3 separate regions of the Sus scrofa genome follow, and regions 2 and 3 are each linked to region 1. Evidence: chromatin contacts called from public Hi-C data. All regions are on one chromosome and are shown on one strand. The core of a region is the stretch at or near the end of the contact, and the rest is flanking DNA. Distances in the headings are between cores, read along the strand shown.

Evidence for each region. A called contact is a pair of places that touch in the nucleus more often than the background predicts.
Region 2: a contact with region 1 is called in a Hi-C map of liver, with 7 times the contacts expected there. A contact is called at or near these places in 3 of 47 Hi-C or Micro-C datasets (heart right ventricle and liver).
Region 3: a Hi-C map of liver shows a contact between it and region 1, with 3 times the contacts expected there. A contact is called at or near these places in 1 of 5 promoter capture datasets (liver), 2 of 47 Hi-C or Micro-C datasets (fetal skeletal muscle and liver) and 1 of 2 datasets of targeted methods (skeletal muscle).

The regions. Positions count from the first base shown.
Region 1 is chr4:69,499,904-69,503,395 of Sscrofa11.1, reverse strand. The region is part of intron 4 of LOC110260285 (a long non-coding RNA gene); the gene reads right to left. All of the region lies in intron 3 of LOC102167557 (a long non-coding RNA gene), which reads left to right. Among named protein-coding and RNA genes, the nearest start is that of BHLHE22, 300 kb to the left of the region's middle.
Region 2 is chr4:69,383,617-69,387,108 of Sscrofa11.1, reverse strand. All of the region lies in intron 3 of LOC110260285 (a long non-coding RNA gene), which reads right to left. All of the region lies in intron 4 of LOC102167557 (a long non-coding RNA gene), which reads left to right. Among named protein-coding and RNA genes, the nearest start is that of ARMC1, 400 kb to the right of the region's middle.
Region 3 is chr4:69,614,184-69,617,675 of Sscrofa11.1, reverse strand. LOC100738003 (25-hydroxycholesterol 7-alpha-hydroxylase-like) reads right to left here and starts at 1,723. Exons shown (of 6, transcript XM_021089296.1): 1 at 1,311-1,723. The coding sequence starts at 1,423. LOC102167557 (a long non-coding RNA gene) reads left to right here and starts at 1,700. Exons shown (of 7, transcript XR_002343278.1): 1 at 1,700-1,833.

The DNA of each region.
Region 1 (3,492 bases), core at 721-3,220:
CAACTCTGTTCTGTTCTGTTTCTATTTTTATGCCAGTAACATAGGTGCTTTGTTCTTTCTCAAGTTTGCTTTGGCTATTTAGGGTCTTTTGTAGGTCCATACAAGTTTTGGGATTGGTTTATCTGTTTCTGTAAAAAATGTCACTGGGATTTTCGTAGGGATTGCATTGAATCTGTAGATTGCTTTGGACAGTATAATATTTTAACAATATTAAGACTTCTGGTCTAAGAACACAGAATGTCTTTCCATTTATTTGTGTCATCTTTAATTTTATTCATCAATGACTTGTAGTTTTCAAGATAAGCCTTTTATCTCCTTAGTTAAATTTACTCTTAAGTATTTTGTTCTTTTTGATGCTATTTTAAATTGGATTTATTTCTTAATTTCTTTTTTGGAGAGTTAATTGTTAATGTATAGAAATGGAACTGATTTTTGTATTTTGATTTCATTTCCTGCAATTTTAGTGTATTCATTTATTAGTTCCATTAGTTTTATGGATGGAATCTTGAGGATTTTATATGTATAAATTTATGTCATCAGCACACAGGTAATTTTACTTCTTTCTTTCCAGTTTGAATGCCTTTTACTTACGTTTCTTTACTAATAACTCTGGCTAAAACTTCCAGTGCTGAGGTGAATATAAGTGGCAAGAGTGAGCATCCTTGCTTTGTTTCTGATTTTGGAGGAAAAGCTTTCAGTTTTTCACCACTGAGTATGATGTTACCAATGGGAAATTTTTACAGTTACATAATGGGATATCTTGAACTTTAACTTAGAATAATCTACCTGGCAAAGTTATCAATCAGAATTGAAGGAGAAACAAAGAGTTTTCCAGACAGGCAAAAGCTAAAGGAGTTTATCACCACTAAAACAGCCTTACAAAAATGTTAAAGGTAGTTAACATAATAAAGTCCCTAAGCTGAAAATAAAGGCCACTAATTGATAACAAGAAAACATGTAAAAGATTAAATATTACTGGAAAAGCTTCAACAAAAAGATGACAGTTGAACCGGAATATGCATGAAAAAAAAAAAAAGGTTCTAAACTTCTTTTTAAACTTTCTCTTTCAGACAGGTAATATTGATTCATTGTATTCTATCCAATAAATTGAGCATTTGTTTTCATTTGAAGTGTAGGAGCTGTGGTAACAAATTATAAAGCATTTGGTGGTCACGATCAAGTTAACACAGCTGACTCAAGTAGCCCAATTAAGCATATTCCCGGCAAGGTATTGGTTTCTAGCTTTTCTTATTTATAGGAAACCAAGAGTGTGTGTACTGATTATTTAGTTTTTCTAGCCATTCAGATATGACAGTGTCTTCACAGAGATAGGATGTGGGAGATTATTTCACAATGACTGAGGATTTAATAATTTATAAATGAACTAAGATAGCATCACTTCTAGATTACCCCCCCTGCTTAATCTGAACTTGATGTTGGACTAACTAAATTGTTGGGAGATCAGTGGAGATAGTATCCATTTTCCTCATGGCTCTTTTTGGTGCCTGGATCAGACTTTCTCTTGGACCAACAGACTCTTAACACCTCTTCTGGAATTGATTCCAACCGATGATGAGCTACATCTGGCCTGTGAAATGAAAATAGCAAAACCTTTGATTGAGTCCAAGTTAAGTGGATCTACATCATCTGCTCAGTCAGCTTTTGCCAAGATGAATGATGCTGTGTCAGTGTTCCATAATTTCAGAGGTGGATTTCCCCTTTTTGAAAACACAGTGTTTTCCTTTGTATAGGCAATGAAAGGAAAAAAAAAAACTGAAAAAACTGCCGTGTGTGAAAATGCATTTTGGCTCCTCGATATATTTGGAAATGAAACCCTAAAATAATCCTATTTTAGCCTTTTTTTCTTTCTCTTGGATCTCCGCCAGCCTGGCCCTTATCAGGTTGCACAAGGGGGCACTGTAGCTGTGAAGGTTCTGGGGAAGTGATTCATTTCCTTGCTTCCTAGTATCAGAAGAGTCTAAATAGGAGAAGAATGTGATGGAAAAGGAGAGAGCCGATACCTTTCAAAGGCTGTGAGTGTTTCCCAGTTGTTAACTCCCAGCTCAGATTCAAAAGTATTTACTCCAAGAAGAACACAAATGGTGGCAATGAGCAAAGGGAGAAGGGCAAGAAACTTGTAGTTTATTTTACAGGTTTGTCCAGTTTCCCCCATAGAAGAGCAACAAGCACAGAAAGGGCAATGAACTGAAAATGGATATTTTTGAAACTTGGGAAACCACCCAGCTTTGGGACTAGTGGCCATGTAGGAGACTACAGTTCAAATCACAGTGACTAAAGGCCATTCTGAGCCCAGCAGATCTCCATGGGGAGAGAGGGAGGCTGGGAATTTTGGTGTTATGATTGCTGAAGCATCGCAGTAAGATCGTTTCAGATAATTTAATAATAGCATGTGTTGTAATGTTGTAATTAGTGGTATAACCCCTCTCCCACAGGTCCTGCCAATCTATGACACAAATGATGTTATATTTACATTACTTTCCAAGTTCTATCTGCATGTTGATCCCATCAGACTAACTTTAGGTGTCCATCTCTGTAGAGATTTTCTAAGTTACTTAGGAGATATCGGGGTTCCACATTAATTTCCATCGCCAAAGCATGATCTAGGTTTTTACTTCCTGGTTCTGTGTCCTTGTATAGTTCTTTAAGAGCCTCTAATGACATTTTTCTCTTCTTTCTTCTTCAATTAACTTTATCCTTAACCAGACAGAATACAAGAGATTCTTCAGTTGTCTTGTAAAGACTGAACTGTCACAGTAACATTTAACTCTAAATAGCTCCTTCTGTCACTCGCATTAATTTAGCTGTGTTCACTGTATCCATTTTCTTAACCCCTCTCTGTACTGCAATAAATTATCTAACAACAAATAAATAAAAATAGACCTGAGAAGTCTAATGAGTTTGAAAGGAAACCAGTTAATGAGCTGCAGGCTGAGGTTAATCAGAGCTTGGAAAATTAAAAAATTACTTTAAAATATATACATATAATGTATATAAACTATATGTATATATTATAACATATACATTATATGTATATAAACTATAACATACTCCTAAATTTACATAGGTTAATCAGAGCTTGGAAAATTAAAAAATTACTTTAAAATATATACATATAATGCATATAAACTATATGTATATATTATAATATATACATTATATGTATATAAACTATAACATACTCCTAAATTTACATACACATTGTAAAAATTACTTTTTAAAGTAATGATTAAGTTGAAGAAATGCAGAATCATCACTGGGATCAATAAAAAGCAGAATTGCCAATGTAGATAATAGAGCAGGGGAATCTGGAGGATAAACTTGAAATGCTTTCTCAGAACTCAGAGAAAAAGTCCCTCCCCCCCAAAAAAATAATGGGACAGTTTTTAAAGATATAGCCTGGAGATTCAATACACAAACAAGGTTTCTAAAGAAAAATTATGAACTAAATCTCAGTAATTATGGCGTAATACC
Region 2 (3,492 bases), core at 404-2,903, 120 kb after region 1:
AGATTGACAAGAGACAGATGAACAAGAGAAAATTGAATGAGAGAAAATCGAACGAAAGTTTAATAGCGTGTATGTATGGAAGAGGCCCAGGGATACTGAGTAACTCCCCCAATGGCTGAAAAATTCACCTTAAATACCATCTTAAGCTAAAGACAAAAGAGGTGGTTGCGGGTAGTGGTTTGGGATTTCCAAGGGGAGGACGGCGGCTGCCATGGAAAAGCAAACAAAAGTTTGGCAAACAAATATTTGTTGGGCCATGAAGGGAGAATGAGATCCAGAGTGGACTCTCATCCTTAGGCTCTTTCCTCCCACCCCACTCAGCTCATATTCTTTTGCTCTTATCTCTGGTGCTAGCTTTATTCTGGGAACAGGCTCTCTGTTTATAAACATGGGGATATGTAGGGGCCAAATTGTGTTCCCTTGCATAACCCAATGGTGGTTGTTACCAAAATCCAGTATCTTTGCTCAGATATGAAAGCCAAGTGACCCGGTGCCTGCCAACATGGTCACACAGTCCCTTATGGTTTAGGTGCAGAAGTCATGGGATTTCTCTTTCCACGAAATGCTAAGTCCAAAGTCTCTTACACACCATTTCTCAGGGGTCTGATGCTTCCAGAAGTATCAGCCTCTGTTGGGGGTGCAGGATAAGCTACCACAGAATAGCTGTGAAGAAAATGACTGTGCGGCATCCCACTGGGAAGGCATACACACTAACGAGCTGCTTACACATCCATGCTCTTCAAAGAGTAACAGAGTCCATGTCTCTTCCCAAACACAAGTCCAAAATTATGCCACATGTTGGCTGACCCATTAAGGACCTTCCCAGTGGATATTTGAATAGAAGACAACAATGTTTAAACAGACCAACTTCATTGTTTTTGTTTTTTGTTTTTAACCTCATTTAACCCATTACCTTCCATCATGGTGCTGCTTTGTTTACATTTTCTACAACTGAAAAACAACTATTATATTAGCATATAGTCACTACCAAGTATTTTTAAGAGGAAGAAATTTAGGGTGTAATCCAACACAAATGTGTTTTCAGAGGAGAGGTAACTTTTTTTTTTTTTTACTTTGGGGCATCAGGAAATGTGTGCCCATAATACTATGAAGGTTTGCGTATGTGCAGGAAATGTATATATTTGATATGCTCACTGCACTTGAGATATTTTGCAAATGATCTTTAAAGACACAAACAAGAAAAAGCAGTCATGCCTATCAAAAATAATTCCTGGTCCCTGAACATCAGCCTCAGATAGATGGTTACCCAATCACGCAGATTTTTAAAATATCAGCATTCTCCCCAAAGAATATTATTTTTCTACCCAGCACAGAGAGGAATAATTTTGGGATTTGCCCTTCCTAGGTAAACAGATGATCCTGACCTTTGTAACATCATACTGCTCTGTGGTTTTGGAGCAAAAACCATGTATAGAGAGGCACAGAAAACCGAGGCACCAAATACTGCTTACATTCCCCCCAAAGAAAGAAGATCATCAGAAATAATGTGGTGCACTTGATTAAGAATGAAAACGTGGTCTCATAACGTAAAAAGTACTGCTAAGGCCCAGGAGAAGGAAGGGGGAACTGGGTTTGATGACTTAGTGCTGATGGCGTGAACTCAGATAAAGGAAGCCTGCTCCGCCCCCACGTGGGAGGAAGATAACGCTGTGTGTCTGAAGCACTGAGGGTTCTCATTTCCAGTTCTGATTATGGCACTTCTAGTGAGGGGAGGGTCAGAAGCTCCACGCCGTGCCCCCAGCCATGGCCTCTCGTTCAGGTTCGAGGAGAGGCTGTTCTGGCATGGAATCAGGCTGGGATTGGACTGCAGCCTCTCTACTTGGCCTTGGCCTTGGACAGCTTGCTTACTTTCTCCCAGCCTCATATTCTCTCTCGGCTCATGAGCAAGACAATTCCAGTCTCCCAAGTGAGGATTAACTGCCATGAAGGGGAAAACAGCTCACATATACCTGGCAAGTCCTAAGCCCCAAAAGCATGCTATGACTGACATGCAGCCGCAACAAACGTGGCCGTTTCTGTCAAAAAATAGTGCTGCAAATGCATATCCAATGCAAAAATTAAGATGACTAGGTGGCAATGCAGAAATCATATTTTGTAAAGCAGCCAGACTTGTTAATGCATATTTGATGGGGGGAGAGGGCAGGATGACAAAGAACAGAGCGCCCCCTTCACCTGCCACTCAGGAACTGGTGTGACCTCATGCGTGTTACCTAAATTCCCTGCGTTTCAGTGTCTCCACCTGAAAAGGGGGTAATAATAAGAAACCCACCTCAGGATTAGATGAGATGATATAGGAACCATTCCTGGCAAATATAAGCACTATAAAACTTCGCCAGCATTCCTAGTGCTCTGATGGCTCTGAAATAGAGGCTCGTGATTTCATCCTTTACTAACTTTTGGCTGTGGTGTGGCAATAAAATCTTATTGCTGCTCAAAAGCCCAGGAAACTGACCAAAATCCATTGTTCACTTTTATTTGATTTTTTTTTTTTGTTTTCAGTGTTTGCTAAGTTGGAACTATTGTTTATTTTATTTCATTGCTGCAAGCCATATCATAAACTTGCTGTGTCACCTCTCTCTCCTTTTCTCTCTCTCTGCTTCTCTTCCTCTCTCTCTCAGACACACACACACACACACACACACACACTCGTGCAGGGTGCGTGTAACTGGAGCCATCCAAACCCCAAGCTGTTAGGAAAATGCTTCAACGTACAACAGGAAAAGGAGTGGCCTTATTTTGGCCTCAAAATGAAAAGACTTGGATATTGGTCCTAATTCTATCACTTAACCTTGGGTAAAGCACTTACTTTCTGTATGTGTAAAATAGGTAATGGCATGTGTTTTCATTTCATGGGCTCCCTGTGAGGACCAAATCTGTGAAAGGACTTTGAAAAGTATGAATCCCTCTATAGGCTTAAATATCAGGTACTGGAATTAATACATTAAAGACAGCTTCACCACCAAACATTCATGAGTGTGATAAACAGATTAATGAAGACTTTATAATAAATATATAACTGTCAGAAATGACCTAAGAGTCCAGCTAAAAAGCCAGGGCATCCAAATTCTCTGGGTCCTAAACCGTGAGGCTGTTCGGGAGATACAACTCTGTCCTGCTCCCAGGGGGCTCGTGTGTCTCTGGATCAAGTGATTCTGATTAATACGTGGACAAACAGGGCTCACATTTTAATTTTGCTTCTTCCTATCTTTGAGAATATTTCCAATATTACAATGTCTATCCCCCAAATAGCATAAGACCCAAATAAAAGTAAATCCAACAAAATCTGCTTAACTCAGGCTGCTTTAAAATAAGAGTTTATACAATGGGACAGTTGGTCCCAATCCTGGTTTAATATGTCTGCAGTACAAAGGGTCTTTGCTGCCTCCTGTTTCTGCAGAAAAAGGAGCTTATTAAAATAAATGTAGAATAGAACTTAAGCTCCTAATAGGAATGGAATAGCAATAATTGATA
Region 3 (3,492 bases), core at 474-2,973, 110 kb before region 1:
ACAGGCTAGCATTCTGGTTAACTCTCAGTTTAGCTCTTATCAGTTCTGCATCTTGTCAACACCGGTGTCCTTTGCCCTCACAAACTTGACTGCTCAGAGACATTTGACACGGATAACTCCCCCTCTACTGCTTAAATATATCCCTGCGGAGCTTCCAGAACCCCACAGTCACTGGATTTTCCTCCCATGCTACTGGGACTCCACTGTGGCCCCTCTTCCTCCGCCAGACCCTGCAATAAGGAGCGTGGCCTAGACTCCCTGCTTCTCCATCAGACTCTCTCACCAGGTGACCAACCTACACTCATTTCATATTTGTGACATTCATAATTAAATATTCTCCCTGGACCTCGCCACTGAGCACCAGAAACACAGCCTTCACTATCTAACGGCCCCAAACAAAATTGCTGGTCCCCTCCATTCCGCTAAACCTGCCCTACCTCAGGAAATGACACCAGCCTCCACCTAGATGATCAGACAAAAATAAAAAACAAGGGGGTTAACATGCTATGAGAAACCTGGTAGTATGAAAAAGGCACCAGGTAAGAAAAGAAACAGAGTGATTTCAAAATGAGTGCTTTTAGGTTGAACTTGTCTTGTTTCTTCTACTTCCACATTTCCTTTTTTTTTTTTTTTAACCTTTTTTGGAGAGAGATTTATTGAGAGAGATAAACAGAGTGGGCCATCTCAGAAGGCAAGGGAGTGGCCTCTACTTCCATACTCTCAATGAGACCATCAAGTGTGACACACCTAGTAGTTCTGTTACTGTTTTCTTTTGTTCTAAGAAAAATAAATGTATCAAACACATACTCTAAGCTCGTTCAGTACTCACAAAAATCCCATGAGATACTATTATTTTATCTGCCAAACGTGGGCCAGGGGTAAACTGAGGCACAGAGAGAGGCACCCAGCGGTATCATTCAGACCATACATCGGCATTTTCCTAAAACACTTCACTTATAACGGAATGTAATGGAAGAAAACCCCCCTCTATGAATGCAAGGCCATTAAGCATCAAGTCACTGTAACTAGGCACCAAAATGTGTCTGGAAGCCAAGCCTGATGCACATTGTAAAATGCAAACCTGGGGCTGCCTACAACCTACACTGGAGCGGCACATCGTTTGCACACGAACTCCGACGCCCGGGCAAAAGGCCCAGGAAGCCTTTGTCTTTGCACACGACCCCCAAAGATGTAGGCACCCCCTGCAAGTTGTGCCTCGCCGCGCCGGGAGGCCTGGAGGGGACCGGCGGGACCATCTCGGTCGCGCGCGGTGGCGAGGCCCACGACGCATGCGTGGCCCGGGCGCTTACCTGGTGCGCCGGGTGCGCAGGAATAAGACCAGCAGCAACAGGGCCGCGGCGAGAGCCAGGCCCCGGGGGCTGAGTAGCTGCGGCAGCCACGGCTCCGGCGAGAAGCGGCCCATGCCCGCCGACGCGTCTTCCGCCGTCTGGATGGCGCGCGGCTGCGGGGACAGCGGGGGTCTCTCTCTCTCTCTCTCTCTCCCTCCCGGGGCGGCGTGGCCGGAGACTCTGCAGCCGGCGGAAGGTCAGGGTCCGAGCCCGGGAGGCTGGCCTGGCCGCGGCTTCGCCTGGAATGTCACCGAGGGCCCCCGGGCCGAGTCTCAAAGTTCCCGGACTCCCCTCCCCCTGCACACCCCCCTCCCACACGCACCGCCCCGCTCGACTGCCGCCTCCCGCCAGCAGCTTCTGGAAAACGGCGCGCCGGCCCCCCGGGGCAGGAAGAAGGGCCAAAGAAGAGGGGGAAGGGGCTAGGACTTCCTGAGCACCAGCCTCCGAAGGCCTGAGGGAAGGGGATTTCAGTTCTGAGTCGAAAGTGAGTCGCTCGGGTTCGTCATCTCTTTAGCCCGCGCGCCTCGGGAGGCTAAGGAACCGGGAGCGGGGTGGGATGGGATCCGGCCCCAGGGATCCCGTAGGCACCCTCTGACCCCGGGGCTTCGCTGCCCTCCACTCGCCGCGCGGCTCCCGCGCCTCGTGTGCGCCCAGAACTGTCTTTGAGGCCCGGAGTACGTGGCCCAGGGTCGGGCTCCAGCCCCGGTCCTGATGGGGCGCACCGTCCAGGAGGACAAAGAGGAAAGGAGCTATACCGAAACAGACGCTAAGGTACTAAACACAAGTCGTCCAAGGCCCGCAGGTGGACTTTTGAAAGCATAAGGGAGAAACTTTGAGAATTTCTTTTCCTGAGTCACGGTCATTCACCACCAGGGACTTCACACGTGTGTCGTTTATGCTCCCCACCAAACTTGGAATGGAATTTTTAGCCACGTTTTAGAGAACAGATAATGAAGCGCTGGTTAACAACTTACGCTAGTCACTCAATTGATAAGTAACAACCGTTCTAATCAGGGCTGTTCCAGTACCACTGAGTTCTTTCCTCTCTGTTAAGATTTTATTTGAGCAGGTCTCTGGACTTTTAGAGCAGCTTCAGAAGCTCCGTTCCCCTGACCTTTGAGTTTTCCAGCCCAGCCTCCCCATTGCCATTCCCTACAACACTGACCTGTCCAGCTTTGACCCTGTTCAGAACTCTTGATGGTTGCCTTTTTGATAAAGTCATAAATCTTCGACCTGCAGTGAGAAGCCCTCCACAGTTTGTCTCGTGCGTGCCTAGTACAGTTGCATGTTCATGGAAGTCTGAGTCGCTGGTGCCTTGCCATCAGCCCTTTTACACCTTTGCTTTTGATATTCCCTCTGAAAAATATTTCCTCTCTCCTCTAAATACAAAAATTCTACGTACCTCTCAAGGCCCAGCTCAAATCCCACTTCCTTCTAGAAATTATTCCTAACTCATTTTTTAATGAATCTCTCCCATCTCCATACTTTTATACTGTCTCTATTTATCATTCCATTCTTTGTCCCTCTATATCTGAGTTATTTCTGTCTATGTCTGTCTTGCCTGCTTTAGGTAAGAACCATCTCTTAGACGACCTTGTCTGCACCTACTTTGCCGTCTGTGATCTGGTCCACCACCCTGGACTTGAGATAATGTAGTTGGAAGTGCTTCACCTGTGCCTGGCTCTTAGTTGGTGCTCCAACACTGGATTACTGCTGTGTTGATTTCCTAAGCCTTAAAGCTGGGAATGATTGGGTGAGCATGAGAATGTTAATCTTTGTGAGTTTCTTCATCTTTGACTTTTATGCCAGGGTTTTTCTACTGCCTCTCCTGTCTCCTGTCATAGACTCAATGTTCCAGGAGATCCAACTGCAACAGGATCCAGGTGCTATTAGATCCAATGACTATTCTGTCTCCTCCAAGAAAAAGCAAATTTGTTTCCATTACTGCCTGGCCAGCAGAGCCAGTTTACAGAGTGGTACCCATGCCGAGCATTTCTGCACTCATTGCAGAAAGCCCTTCTCACTCATTTTCACAAGAATTCTCAATTTTTGTACTTTCGTTTTCCATTTGATGTCCTGGATGACTCTTCTGTTTGAAAATGGAGGTTAAAGTGTTCAGCATTAATCAGTTTATCTGAGCATT